2 separate regions of the Mus musculus genome follow, and region 1 is linked to region 2. A link is a contact called in public HiCAR-type data. All regions are on one chromosome and are shown on one strand. Each heading gives the region's core, a stretch centred on a gene start, on an enhancer-like site or on the middle of the called end of the contact. The rest is flanking DNA. Distances are from core to core; before and after follow the strand shown.

The links. HiCAR-type assays count read pairs that join an accessible place to other places.
Region 1: a contact with region 2 is called in a HiCAR-type map of embryonic stem cells, with 2.5 times the contacts expected there. The contact joins two enhancer-like sites. A contact is called at or near these places in 4 of 39 promoter capture datasets (the C10 cell line, cranial neural crest and hippocampal neurons), 1 of 15 datasets of contacts at CTCF or cohesin (pro-B cells), 4 of 484 Hi-C or Micro-C datasets (the N1E-115 cell line, cochlea, nephron progenitors and 1 more) and 1 of 115 datasets of contacts at active chromatin or transcription factors (embryonic stem cells).

Annotation. Positions count from the first base shown.
Region 1 is chr12:55,664,821-55,669,150 of GRCm38.p6, forward strand. It overlaps Ralgapa1 (Ral GTPase activating protein, alpha subunit 1), which reads right to left. Exons shown (of 42, transcript NM_001368814.1): 36 at 733-856. Among named protein-coding and RNA genes, the nearest start is that of Insm2, 68 kb to the left of the region's middle. Within about 2 kb of position 2,096, at least 13 of the 459 cell types and tissues checked have an H3K27ac peak or open chromatin away from gene starts, as enhancers often do. A contact at or near this core is called in embryonic stem cells, where this site is marked.
Region 2 is chr12:55,503,581-55,508,020 of GRCm38.p6, forward strand. No RefSeq gene overlaps it. Among named protein-coding and RNA genes, the nearest start is that of Gm36634, 13 kb to the left of the region's middle. Within about 2 kb of position 2,076, at least 12 of the 459 cell types and tissues checked have an H3K27ac peak or open chromatin away from gene starts, as enhancers often do. A contact at or near this core is called in embryonic stem cells, where this site is marked.

The sequences.
Region 1 (4,330 bases), core at 846-3,345, 160 kb after region 2:
AGAAAGCTTCCATAGTTCACACAAGGTAATCTAGCTGGTAACCCAGGGAATACATACCAAGTGGGAAAAGCTAATATGTTAGACACTGGAAAACACGGGCATTAAACACAGAAGTGGGTAAGAAGTGCCAGCCCTCTGTAAGTTTATAGTCTAGTGCAATGGTCTTCAACAACTTTACCAGATACCCTCAGTACAAATTCTGTGCAATAACTGTCAACTCTAAGAAAAAAAATCATTGTAACTTTAAATGGCTACCAAGGATATTATTTCAACTATGCTACATTAAATATATACTCATCAAAATCAAAGTCACTTGTTGAATCTGGAGTTTGTGGAGTTGGCAAGTGGGATAGTTAGTAAGCACTCAGAATTTGTTTGTTTCTACTCCCCCAGTGCTGGGGAATTTCTGCCACTGTGCCTGGCTTTTACATGGGTGTTTTGGATCCAAACTCAGGTCTTCAGGCTCACTGGGTAAGCAATGAACTAACCGATCCATCTTCCCAGTCCTTCTTGTTACTGGTTCTTAAACAGTATAGCTCAGCAGTGCAATATATAGTATTTAGACTACTAGGCATAAGTAACTTTAAATTACTTTAAATTATACAGTAGGATATACATTGTTTTATATAAGTATTCCAATATTTTATATGAGGGATTGATTGGTTTCTGATATTTGCAGATTGATATTGTGATCAAGGGCTAAATATAAAACAATGGCTGGTATAACAATACCTCCCAACCAAGGCCAGCTACAAAATCTTCATATGCTTGGCTTCCTCCTATATTGGTGAGAATGGAGTATTTATCTTCTTGTCCTTCAGCAACGTAAAATACTGCAATCTTGTGTGTCTCTCGGCTACAAAACAAAAAAAATTATACCATTCATTTTTGTTTGCTCATTAAATTTTATGTACAGAGTCTATAGGAGTAAGAATATGAAAAAGACTCAGATGCTACAACCTACAAAAGGAGACACATAATTGCAATAGAAATAAAAAAGTCCTAAAAGTGACAAAATTGCACGGCTACTGCTGATGGGAGAATTAAAGAGCACCTAAAGCAATACTGAATTAGGTAAAGGTCTGTGTGTGGGCGGGATAGATAAAACGAGAAGGACAAATCACTAAGGAGTTACCACTGTGCAGTGTGGCTGACTCTCAGGGTTAAAGCAACTGTTTTAGAACTAAGTAACCATCAGTAAAGAGTGTATTTCCCCAAACTGCATCTAACAACAGAAGAAACACACAAAACTGCATGGATTAGTTCCCAAATTCTTGGACAATTAACTTTTAGTTTTTTCTAAATTAAAAAGTGTTTATAATTGCAAACTTATAAGAAGTCTGGCAACCCAAGCTAACTAGTCCATTTGTCTTTGGTGAATATAGGCAAACTTTAGGACCAAAAAACCAAAAAAGATGGATTCATACATATTTCCTGATTTCAGAATTGGACCAGATGTATTTTGGTTTTGTTGTTGTCGTCGTCAAATTATTGAAGTAGCAGCAACAACAGCAGCAACAGAATTAGAAGAAGAAGAGGAAGAAGAGGAAGAAGAAGAAGAAGAAGAAGAAGAAGAAGAAGAAGAACAACAACAACAACAACAAGGTTCATAGCCAACAACAAACAGATATAAACTATAGGATTTCAAGCTGGAGTCTGATAGCCAGATTTTTAAAGTATTTTGAAGTTAAGTCATGACTGTAGGTTTCCATGTCAGCAACAAAGAAGCTTCAGCAAGTTTCTATCGCTTGCTGAAAAAGGAGGATTTCCAGAATTATAGAGTATAAATCTGGATGGCCTTAAAAAAGTAAAGTAAAACCCAATTTAACTGGTGAAAACATTTTTTTAAAAAAAAAAACCTAGCACTTTAAAAGTGCTATGTCCTAAAGGCATATAGAAACAGAAAATCTTCATTCACGAGAATCTACTAAATTTTGGTAAAAGCAGTCACTGTTGTTGGCTGCTTTCCCCTACACTCCAGCTCACAGCTCCGTTCTATGGCTCCTGTGTTTTGCATTCTCCTCAGGCTGAGCAGAGAGGTTCCTTTCTCCCAAGCTTTCAGTCTGGAGTAAAGGTTACTGGTGGGAGTTACTACTGTTGCATAACTTCATGTTACAGAGGCGCTGGGCTAGACCTTCTGTGTCTAAGCTCCCCATCTTTAGCACAGAAGCTCTAGATGAATATCGCCACCTAAAGCTTGAAGCGGGACGAGTGCAAGTTCTGCTAGGAGTAGTAAGTTAGGAAGACCAGGGATTTCCAACTCTTCTGCAACTGCAAAGTATGATTATCATTCTAGGTAAAGCTAGGCCTAACCCTAGCTTAGGTATAGCGGTACACAAGTGATGTCCAGGGTAAAAGGCAGGTTTCAAGGACAATGAACTTAGCTTAGTTCTGAACAGGAATTTGGAGTAAAGCACGAAGGAGAAGCTGGCAGCTCTATGACAGACACATGTGAACAGCAAAGCAGCCAGAAGTTAACAAGAACCAGAAAAAAAAAATAGACTGCTAAGAATTTCCTAGGATTAAAATTTTTGAGATCGGTGGGTATTGTGGATAGCCCTGGGGCTAATTATATTTGACGTTAATTCAGTTCTCTTGTGAGTGGATGCAAACAAGGAATGACTCAGTACTCAGGTGATTTCCAGTAAACCTGCTTTCCACCTTAATTTGTAAAATAAAGGAGAGCTGATGATTGGGCAGATAAAAGGGAAGGTGGAGTGAAGGTGAAGAGAGGAGGGAGAGGAGGAAGAAGAGGAGGAGGAGGAAGAGGAGGAAGAGGAAGAGGAAGAGGAAGAAGAAGAGGAGGAGGAGGAAGAGGAGGAAGGGGAAGGGAAAAGGGAAAAGGGAAAAGGGGAAGGGGAGGAGGAGAAGGAGGAGGAGGAGGAGGAGCGGAACAGAAGCACATGGCCTGGAGAAACCTCAAGTTCTAAGGGGTCTCATAGATGTGGAAGATGGTAGTGTAGCGGTAGATCTGCCCAATCTAGGCACACAGCATGTATTCATATTAACTGTGTTGTGTTTTCATTGTTGGGGCATATTTGGGATGGAGTTTTACCGCAACAGGTGGGTGGCCCCATCCCTCAATGTAGGGACCACTGGATATGGTCTCTACAGATTCTATCTCCCCTCTGTTGGATATTTTGGCTAATGTCCTCTTTGTTGTGTCCTGGGAACCTCTTGCTTCCCTGGCATCTGGGACTTTCTGGTGGCTAACCCCAGTTCTCCATTCCCTACTGCTATACAACTCTGTTCAATTTCCTGACCCTCTGTGCACCTCCCCCCGTCTTCTCCCACACCCGATCGTGTACACCCCCCCCCCCCAATACTTGAATTATTCCTGTCTAAAGGAAATGCAGGGACAAAGAGTGGAGCAGAAACCCAAGGAAAGGCTTTCTAGAGAATGCCCCACCTAGGGATCCAACCCATCTGCAGACACCAAACCCAGACACTATTGCTGATGCCAAGAAGCACCTGCTGACAGGAGCCTGGTATAGCTGTCCCCTGAGAGGCTCTGCCAGGGCCTGACTAATACAGATGCAGATGCTCATAGTCGACCATCAGATTGAGCAGAGGGACCCCAATGGAAGAATTAGGGGAAGGACTGAAGGAGCTGAAGGGGTTTGCAACCCCATAGGAAGAACAATATCAACTAATCAGACACCCTCAGAGCTCCCAAGGACTAAACCACCAACCAAAGAGTACACATAGAGGGACCTATGGCACCAGCTGCATATGTAGCAGAGGACTGCCTTAGTTAGCAACAATGGGAAGGGAGGCCCTTGGTTCTGTGGAGGCTCAATGACCCAATGTAGGGAGATGCTAGGGCCATGAGGCTGGAGTGGGTGGTTGGGTAGGGAACACCATCATAGAAGCAGTGGGAGGGAGGATGGAATAGGGGGTTTGTAGAGGGGAAACCAGGAAGGGGGACAATATTTGAAATGTAAATAAATAAGATAACCAATAATAATAATAATAATAATAATAATAATAATAATAATAATAATAACAGCCACGGAAGAGCAACTAGAACACTGGATATTACCTGTGAGTCACAACCTTTTGAGGTTGACCCACTCTTTTACAGGGTTGCCTACGACCATCAGAAAACACAGGTATTTACATTATGGTTCATAAAACTGTAGCAAAACTACAGTTAGGAAGTAGTAACAAAAATAATCTTATGATTGGGGGCTCAGCACAACATGAGAAACTATTATGTAAAGGATTGTTGTAGCCATTAGGAAGGATGACAACTACTGAACTAGAACACAATGAGCAGAGAGCCTCACAGGCACTGCATAATATTCACAACTCTGGGCCAACTCCAAAG
Region 2 (4,440 bases), core at 826-3,325:
CAATTATCCTCGTTGTATTTTACACTGTTTAAATTTTAGAGAGATTCTTGTTAGCCCAGGCTGGTCCAAAACTCAAGATTCTTTTCTTTCAGTCTTCCTCGCGCTGGGGTTACAGGTGTGCACCACCAAGTCCATCAGCAGAGGTTTTACCTCAGCAGGTCCTCTGCGGCAGAAATGTTTTGAGGCCAGCACATTGGGAAGGAGGGACTCAGATTAGGTCGGATGGTGAGAGGCCAGCAGGCAGGTCTTGGTACAGGCCATATATATCCCCTAGTGAGGTCGACCAGGTAGCCTTCCAGGTGCTTCCAGATACTTTTAGAAGCAGGGGAACTTCTAACAAACTATCAGGCTCAAGATTTGACCTAGCTTAGAAGTACACACAGATAAATGCAATCAGGTTCCAAGTGAGAAGCCCATTGGTATATGAAGAATGATTTTTGCTTTCTGATTAGATAATATCTACAACAATTTGTTTCCTAGATAGGTTTCCTGACAGGAAATCCTAGAGAAAAACGGAGGCAGTGGAGGCTCTGTTCGCTGAGCACAGACAACCGTTCCGATAGGATTTCTGGCAGGCGCTTCCGGAAAGGCTTTGTAAGGTGCCTAGCGTGGCAGCGTTTCGCTGTCTCAGCTTCAGGTCCAGCAGATTGAGGGGGCCTTCCTTGGATGACACGTTTCAGCAAAAGTGACAGTTAACATAGAGATAGACGTGCTGGGGCTGCTGTCTCGAGGGTCCTGAATTGGTGCTAAAAATGAGTGGAGATTCCTGGTGCAGCTCCCGTCTAACGACAGGCACAACGGAAGCAGCACTTAATAGGGAGCTCTGCTTTCCAGCCCTCCCCAGAAGAGCGCACAAATCTCCAACTTTATCACTTCTGCCCCGCAGGAAAAAGCTCCAGGCAACAACAAATTTGGAGCTTTTAAAATGCTGCCTCCCTTTTCTCTTTTTTTCTTTTCTTTTCTTTTCTTTCTTTTTTTTTTTTTTTTAGTTCAAGCACAAGTCTGTCCCTAACCGCCCAGAGATGAAGGGACGATGGGAAGAAAAGGAATGAGCGATAAGTCCTGGGTTGCTTGTCAGCACAGTCAGGAGAAAGCCAGTGGGTGAAGGCTGGGGACGAAGGCAGTAAGTAGGCAAGGCAGGGGGCGAAGGCAGGGGGCGAAGGCAGGGGGCAAAGGCAGGGGGCAAAGGCTGGGCCTCCTGTGGGGTACACAGGTGTGTACAAGTGCTTCTCCAGGGCTTGGTAGAGGGAGTGTGTAACAGTATTAGGCAGGAAAGACATGGTGAACATTCCTGGGACCAAATGGAGGTACTAAGACTGCACCCTGGAGGGTCGCAGAAGGCGAGATAGTTCTAATGGCGACTGTGGTCAGGCAAAATATTAAATTGTGGATTTAAAACCCTTGGGTTTTCTGTTTTTTTTTCCTTCCTGCCCCCTTTACTTTCTTTCCTCTTAGAGAGACAAGAGTTTCTCTGTGTAGTCCAGGCTGTCCTGGAATTAGCTCAGTAGACCAGGCTGGCCTCGAACTCCCAGAGAGTCACCTGCCTCTGCCTCCCGAATGCTTGGATTAAGATGTGTGTCACTACTCACTGATGACATTTTTTTCACTCTAGATTTGAATTGGCTCCTGGGGACTTTCTCTACCCCATCTCTGTATGTGGGTGTCTCATCTCTGCCCCACCCTTAAGAAGATGTCACCTGCAGGTTACTTCCTCCGGTCTGAAACTCTTTTGGGAAAGGAATATTTTTTTTCTTGTTGCCTAGAACCTTAGACTAGGAAAGATTGTCAAGATGATTCCCCCCCCCCCCCGCCCTGCCTCTTTTGTATCTAAGCGACCATCAGCACATCAGCATCCCCCTCTTGTGTGCAGCTGTGCCTAACGACTGCTAAGGATTGAAATTAGTATCTAGTGAGCCACAAGACCCTATTTCCACTCCAGAGGAGGTCTTTGTGAAAGCTGAGTTTGGGTGTGGTCGTGTTCAATTTAAATTAACTGAGAAGAAAAGGAGACTGGATGATGTCTCTTGTCTTTTGCCAAGTGAAACAATCCCGAGGGTGGAGACTCTGAAGTATCTGGAGCAGGGCTAAATGGGTCAACACCCTACACTCCTAAGGAGAAGCACCCCTAAATGTCAGCCCACAATGACAAACTCCTTAATGGCACTTTGGTGCCGGTCAGCCCTAACCTCTTGTCTCTACCAACACAATGAATTTTATGGCCCAGTCTTTACACAAATCACTCTGTGAAAATGATAGCACGAGTAATAACTGCAGACAGTTGCAATTATCTAAATGTCTCCCTATTAGCCATTGGATTGGCTAAGGCCTGGTAATCAGATCAGAGTGAATGCTAATTGAAATCTAATAGGGCTTACATCCATGTGAGTAGGTATCAGAATTTGATTTCAATATTGTTAAATTACATACAGATGGAGCCCATCAAGCCACACTAAAAATAAACATTGTAACTTCAATAGCAAAAAAAAAAAAAAGATGGATGCTTTCAATAAAGTGATCAATCCAGGAACGCGTTGGTATCGCGCTACCGCCACCTACTGGCACTTCTTGGGACTGCTGAGACGATCTTTCTTGAATGCCATTTTTTTTTTTTTTCTAACACAGATAGGAGTTTCTTGGGGCCTTCCTTTCTTCCTCCCTCCCTCCCTTCCTTCCCTTTTGTTTTTCTGAGACAGGCAGGGTTTCTTTTTGTAGTCCTGGCTGTCCTGAAACTCAGAGATCCACCTGCCTTTGCCTCTCCAGTGCTGGGATTATGTCACCATGGCCAGCTTTAAGCCTTTTATTGTTAAGTGTATGTGTGTGTGCACATGTGTACCTGTGTGTGTGTTACATCTCTTCAGAGGTTTATTTCCAGTTGAGTGCTGAGAGGAGAGAAAAATAGAAGAAGCCCCTGCTAGCCACGAAGGACTGCCTTTGCTGTGCAGGCTCTTGGGGAGAGCGCTTACAGTGTAAAGTCTCTTAGATTCTGCCTTTAGTCTTTCCTCATGCTGAAGAGAGTTTGGCTAAATAGAATATAACTTTCTCTGTCCTGTTGAATGTGTGAAGCTTATGCTCCTGGAATGTGGAACGTAGCGTGGGTGTGGGTGTGGTGACTGAAGTACGTTACCAGATTTTACCAACTACACAGACATTTAGAGGTAATATGTCTGTATACTGGATGTGGCTCGAATTAACCCTGTAGGTTTTGTTATTGTAATTTTCTTATTTTACTTTTCAAAAACATTTATTCTACGTGTGTGTGTGTGTGAGTGAGTATGTGAGTGTGTGTGTACCTGAGCTTATGTCTGTGTACTGTGTGTGTGTGTGTGTGTGTGTGTGTGTGTGTGTGTGTGGTGCCCGTGGAGGTCAGAAGAGAGTGTCTGAATCCTTGGGACTGGAGTTAAGACAGTTGTGAGCTACCGTGTGGGTTCTGGGACTCAATCCCCTATCCTCTGCAAGACCAACCAGTGCTCTTAACCACTGAGTCATCTCTCCAGACCAATTTTCTTAAAAGAAAAACAAAACAAAACAAAAAAACAAAAACAAAAATTAAAACAACAACAAAACCAGGATCTTACTATGTGGTCTGGAACTCACTATGTAGCTCTAGAATGTCCCATCTCCCCAAGCTTCTTAGAAGGATTACAGGTGATTACAGGTGCATACCACTGTGTTTGGCCTGTGTGGTGTGTTCTTAAGCTACCCTGAACAACAATGAACCCAGTGAGAATATAATGAAACCATTTCAACGGGCTGAATAAGACAAGTAAAGGCCACGAGAAATGTTTAACGAAGTTTATAACACAGCTAAAATGAGCACTTTAATGCAAGGATTCCAGCATGTACTAGGCAGAAAACACCCTACCCCGCCCCTACCGGAGACCCCGCCCCTACCCCAGCCCTACTCCTATTCTTACCATCACTTCTACCCATCCCTACCCTCACCTCTACTCCACCCCTATTCCACCTATACCCCACCCCTACCCTACCCCATCCCTATGCCAGTGTCTGAGTTCTAATACTAAGAAATCCTATCTGTGTTAGGTCACATGGGCTGAGGTGAATTAGGGCTGTAGGCGGAGTTCAAGCTTCTGACCTAGTGACCTTGATTTGGATCAAGTATCCTGAATGATCCAGACCGGCCCGACACCATCAGTAGGGTCTTTTTAGAAGAAAGAAGGGAGCAGAAGAGAGACGGGAAGTGTGGGTGCGGTGTTGCTGTTTGAAGACGATAGGGTCACCTGGATGAGAGTTCCCAGAACGCGCACGCGCACACAGCTTTGCTGACGCCACGGCTCTAACTTAGTGAGACTCACTTCTGCTCATTTGACTAGGTCTACTGTATGTTATTTGTTGATGGTAAGTAAATGTTTGCCACGGTAGCAGTTGGGAAGTGACGGGAGGGGAGGGAAGATGAGACGGCATGGGACTGCATACTGGAGG